Regions from separate parts of the Drosophila melanogaster genome. Here region 1 is linked to region 2. The links are chromatin contacts, called in public Hi-C maps. All regions are on one chromosome and are shown on one strand. The core of a region is the stretch at or near the end of the contact, and the rest is flanking DNA. Distances in the headings are between cores, read along the strand shown. Region 1 holds the start of GCC185 (GRIP and coiled-coil domain containing 185 kDa). Region 2 holds the start of CG31368.

The links. Hi-C and Micro-C count contacts between places; a contact is called where the count stands out from the background.
Region 1: a Hi-C map of the Kc167 cell line shows a contact between it and region 2, with 2.8 times the contacts expected there. The contact joins the promoter of GCC185 here to the promoter of CG31368 in region 2. A contact is called at or near these places in 11 of 107 Hi-C or Micro-C datasets (the Clone 8 cell line, the D17-c3 cell line, the Kc167 cell line and 6 more).

The regions. Positions count from the first base shown.
Region 1 is chr3R:12,009,363-12,012,062 of dm6, reverse strand. It overlaps GCC185 (GRIP and coiled-coil domain containing 185 kDa), which reads right to left and starts at 1,291. Exons shown (of 5, transcript NM_001104285.2): 1 at 1,103-1,291; 2 at 941-1,040; 3 at 1-880. The coding sequence starts at 1,132. KLHL18 (Kelch like family member 18) reads left to right here and starts at 1,629. Exons shown (of 5, transcript NM_001275565.1): 1 at 1,629-1,821; 2 at 1,920-2,700. The coding sequence starts at 1,690.
Region 2 is chr3R:11,881,315-11,884,113 of dm6, reverse strand. It overlaps CG31368, which reads right to left and starts at 1,324. Exons shown (of 8, transcript NM_206476.3): 1 at 1,127-1,324; 2 at 585-1,065; 3 at 179-522. The coding sequence starts at 1,240. CG6962 reads left to right here and starts at 1,580. Exons shown (of 7, transcript NM_141867.4): 1 at 1,580-1,722; 2 at 1,779-2,078; 3 at 2,133-2,799. The coding sequence starts at 1,690. It overlaps mthl5 (methuselah-like 5), which reads left to right. Exons shown (of 6, transcript NM_141869.3): 6 at 1-176. The coding sequence ends at 51.

The DNA.
Region 1 (2,700 bases), core at 42-2,541, 130 kb before region 2:
CTATGCTGCTGCTTTATAATGACTGCAAGCTCTTCGAGAGCGGTTATCTTCTTAAGTAGGTACTCCACATTCAAATTGCTCCTTTGGTTCTTTTGCTTCTGCTTCACTATTTTGGCTAGCCGATCCATTTCCTGAACTCTTTGCAGCAAGCGCTTGCGGTCAATTCCAGTGTCAATTGTTTGAGGATTATTGTCTGACTTTCCATTGTTCAGCTTCAGTTTTTCATTCTCGGCCTGCAGGGATGCCATCTTTGCGCACAACAGTTGCGAAGCTTTGATAATCTCCACCTGCCATTTGGAAACGGATGCGGCGTACTCGTGCTGCGTTTCCAGCAGCACGCACTTGCACTCCTTGAGGTTCTTCAACTTGCGGTGTACATCAATGAAGCGGTCCTTTAGAGAATTAAACTTCTTGCGTTGCTCAGAGTTAAGTTCCTTGATGTTTTGGTACTTTTGCTGCAGCACACTCGACTCTTCTTCCATCGTGGCGACTTGCTGGCGAAGACTAGCGTTTTCCGCCTCCGCTTCCTTAATTTTGGCAATGTCCACTTCCAAAAGTTCCAGATTCTTGCGCTGCTCGTTACCCAGAGCATTGACCTGTTGCATAGCCTTTTCCATGCGATCCACATTGGCAAGGAGGGCATCGTTTTCATCACTCAGTCGCCCAAGTTGGCGCTTTAGGCTCTCGTTCTCGATCTCGAATTGCGTCAGTCGATCGGCATCCTCTTTGGTCTTTCGTTTCAGATTATTCACTTCCTCGGTGAGGATGAGGTTCTTATCGGTGAAGTCCTGGACCATTTCCTGCATGGCTGGCAGGCTGCTCTGCTTCTCCGCCGCCCGTTTAAGGGCATCCTTGAGTCGGTGATTTTCCTCGGTGAGTTCTGAAAGAGAGTGGCTTGCATTATTCTGGAAGATTCCCTGAAACTCTCCATCAAACTTACCATCTTTTGCCTGTTTCGCCTTTTTAGCGATGTTGAGCAGGCCTTTGTATTTGCTGATGATTTCATCTTTGCTCAGCGCCTCGATCGGATTCGGGTTCTTCTGCAAATGCAAATAACAAGATGAGACGTCATCATCAATTCTAGCGACACCTTTTTACTCACCTGGGTTTCCCTCGGTGATGCGGCTTCCATGTTACTTGCTATTTTCGTATCCTTGCATTTAATAGCGGTCCAAACATTTATGTCTTAACTCAGATCAGTGGTTTTCCAATTAGCAAGCGACCCAGATTACTCGAAAATGTTTTTGGACCCTTAATCAATCCGAGCGAAGAAAACACTCCAGCCACACTAACAGCTGATAGGGCTGTCATCACCGCCCAATTAGTGATGAGCGTCTTTTTTTAAGAAGGTGACGCAAAAACGGAAAAATTACTAATTAAAATTAAATGAAAGAATAATATTGTCTTAAAAATATGTGCTTTTTAAGGATTTAATTATCACTGTTGCATAAAAAGGGCTCAACTTTTTAATAAGTATTATGAAATTACATTTTGGTCCAAGAACGTTACCTTTAAAATTAAACAATATGATTCAATAAATTTGTTTCACTACTATTGGTGTTGTTCAACTATCGAAGGAACCTCAACTATCGATTAATGTGACCGCTCACCACTGACCACCACTAGCTCTGCAGTACAAGCAACATTTGGCATCTCTACTGTTTATCATTTTCTTGATCCGTTAAAGTGATGGATTTGAGTGATAATAGCCAAGTGGAGGATCAATACTTTGTTTACAAGCATGATAAGCTATTCGGCGAGAGTTTCCCCCTGTTCAAGGAAATCCGCAGGATGGGCAAGCTGTGCGATGTCACCCTAAAGGTTGTTTGCGTGCAGACTGGGGCATTCAATCACCCGCAGCTCAGAGATACGTTCATTATCTAGCGTCTAAATATAAAATGCCATCCCAATTATTGCAGGTTGAAGATCAGACCTTCTCAGCGCACCGCGTTGTGCTGGCGGCCACCATCCCGTATTTCTATGCGATGTTCACCAACAACATGGCAGAGAGTCGGATCAAGGAGATCACCATGAAGGAGAGCGCCATAGAGCCAAGTGCCCTGGAGAGTCTGATCAACTATGTTTACAGCGGCCAAGTGCGCATCGACAACCAGAATGTGCAGAACCTGATGGTGGGCGCCAGCTTCCTGCAATTGTCCAACGTGCGGGATGCCTGTGCCAGTTTCCTGATCTCCCGCTTTCATCCGCACAATGTCCTGGGAATCCGCACCTTCGCCGACTCCATGATCTGCCGGCAGCTAATCGACGCTGCCGACAAGTATATTGATCAAAACTTTGCCAAAGTCTCGCAGTCGGAGGAGTTTCTCGCCCTGGACTGCGAACAATTGCTGGAGCTGATGCGCCGGGACGAACTCAACGTACGCACCGAGGAGGTCATCTTCGAGGCCTGCATGAAGTGGGTCAAGTACGCAGAAGACAAGCGCTCTGAGCTCTTTCCTCAGGTCCTGGCTGCAGTGCGTTTGCCATTGCTCTCGCCTCAGTTCCTGGCGGACCGTGTGGCCCGCGAGGAACTCATTCGATCCTCGCACCAATGCCGTGATCTCCTAGACGAGGCCAAGGACTTTCACCTCATGCCCGAGCGCAGGGGTCTGCTGCAGAGCTTTCGCACGCGCCAGAGATCCGGTGAGTTCTTTACCGGACAAATATACGCCGTGGGAGGACTGGCCAGCACTGGGGAAT
Region 2 (2,799 bases), core at 75-2,574:
GCAAACGACTGGGGCGATGAGCTGCATTATATGAACGGCAACGATTACTGAGGAGCCACCGTCCACACTAATATAAGTGTTTTCGTAGTTTAGCAATGTCCAACATTGAGATTTGTACTTAATTTTAACTAATTTATGCTGTACGAGATAGTTATTAAATGAGAAGTCTGACACCTACCTGACCAAACAGTTTTCCCTCCTCGCGACGAACCAAGGGTGACAGAAGAGCCCGCACAATCAGATGACAGTCGTCTAAAACCGTGTTGAAGAAGCGTCGAGTCGGCAAAAGTGCCTCCAAGTCGATAATAAACTCTAGGAAGCGCTCACAGTAGTGAACCACGTTGCGCGGCACCTCGCCTTCGGCGGGAATGCTTTCGAGTATGTGCAGGAAGTCAATGATAAGGTTCTGCATAAAGTGTCTCTCCCAGAGGACCTCCGGTTTGCTGTCTTTCTCCTTCTTGAGCAAGCGTTTCCAGTACTTTCGCCACTCAGGAACTTCTCGAAGCTCTTGTTCGCGACGGCCTGCAAGCAAATACATTTTTGATCACTTTGATAGATGTGAAGAGTTGCGAAGAAGAACTTACGAGGCTGCAGGCAATGCCACATGGACAAGGAGACTAGTCGTTTGGCCTGTTCTCTGCACAGCTCTATCTCCATGCTGTTAAAGCAGTGGTTAATGAACATCAACAGCGCTGTCCGCTCCCTTAGCGTGCTACTAGCCTCCTTTGCCTTTTTGCTCGGCAAACAGCTCTCTAGCACGTGGCGAAAGAAGGCTGGATACTGATCCGGGAGCTTTTCAAACACGGTCCAAACTTCGACGCGCTCCCGGAACTTCTCGTTGGCCATTATAACGATGGACATAAGGTGGGCATGGGTGGCGGTTTCACGTTGGTAGTGTGGCCACAGGTACTGCTCCAGATACTGACTGAACTCCAGCATGTTTATCCTCCGTGCACTGTGGCCACCGCCATCACCGATCTCCTCATTGTAAATGCGTTCGATGATCTTGGCACTGTACGGCAGGTGATCTGCTTTCGTGTCCGGCGTCCAGTACTGCGATGCCAGCTGTAAATAGGTTATCCAGATCTATAATTTACACTTCGATTTTGTCCAGCGGAGCACCCACCTGCCAAATAACATCGGAGCTGAGCTGGGACACTGTGAGCGATCCACTATTCTCCTTTGTAGTTTTAGCTGGTGGAACGGCTTGTTCGGCTCTAGTTTGACTTCTTCGCTTCATGTTGATCTTGTTAAATTGCACAAAAACGAAAATAAACACAAAAATCTGCAGCAAAACAAACGCTGCCGGTTGCTAGTGTGACCGTTGTAGGGCCGACAAAATATACCAAATTTTTTATTCCGAAATACTCTGTTCCCACCTCAACCCGTACCATCTGCAAAACGAATAACCAATCCGTTTCTAAATTAAAATGCAAGAAATAATATTTTATTAATTATTCAGAATTTGATTAATTACCGCTATCGAATTTCACTAAAATTTTAATGTAATTATTATAAAAACTTCACGTATTCTTTGCCGATGTCGCAGCCCTATGGAATGATACCATTTTTCGCAGGTCCGGCAACACGACGAAAGGTTTTTGTTTACAGCACGCCGGCAAGAGTTTTTATGATTTAAAGTGATATTTATTTGTAATTTAAGACAATTTTGACGCACACGAACTCACCATGTCGCAGACCATGCCGCCAGAAAACCTAAGCGTAAGTTGCGAGCATCGAGGTAATACAAATTGCGCTCTAATATCTTTCCATTCCAGAGCCGCCTGTTGACGGTGCTCAGTTTGCCTCTATTCGAGCGCGTGCACGAGCTGAGCATCCTGTTCGATCGGTGCTCCTTGCGCCAAGTGCAGGAGATCTTCCCCCACGTTGTGCACTCCATCTTCGGGATAGATGGCAATCCGTTGGGCTGGGGCCTGCGGACCACGACGCTTGAAAACAATCCGGTGCAATTCCAAACGCTGCACCAGTTCTTCGGCGTCTGTGGTCCCCTGATGCATGTTTGCCACCGTCTGCTCGTCGACCAGTACAAATTCGAACTAGACATCAATCTGCTGCCGGTAAGTGGATTAAATAGGGGTATTTATGGCTCACTCTAATTCCCTTCGTTTCAGGCGAAATTCGTTAGCCTGCTGCAGAATGGTCAGAATCCTAGTTTCTATGCAGAACTCATCAATGTGGAGACGATGATGCACCAGGTGTCCACGCTCTCGCTCAACGCCTTCGACTTCTATGTGATTCACTTTGTGCTATATGCCCTGCAGCCACTACACTCTATCAATCCCATAGCCATGCAAATCCACAATGTGCGCAGCAAAACGGTCTACTTGAAACTGGTGGCCGAGTACCTTAACAACTTCCTGCCGCTGCTTCCCGATGCACGCATAGAACCGGTGCACTTTAGCAGCGGGGTTAAGGCGCCACAGCCATTGCCAGCCCAAGCATTACAGCCCCAAAGACAACCGCGCTACATTAAGATTCCCAGCTCCTATCGCAATGGTGGAAACGTGTCGGGCGGCGGTGGCATTCCCAGTGCAAGCGTTGGCGTCGGGAACATATCACCACAGTCCAACAGCCCAAGTGCCAGCTCCAACCGGGCTTACGCATGGCGATCTGAAAGTGTACTCCACTTTTTCGTAGACATCTGGCTGCGTTACGACATCGAGTCGGAGCATCATTTGCCCAGCAGCGATTTTGTGCGCGGCGTACGCACCTTGGTCAAGCAGGTGCACTTTTTTGCAAATGGCGCTCAGCACGACCACAGTTCGCTGTGCGCGCTGC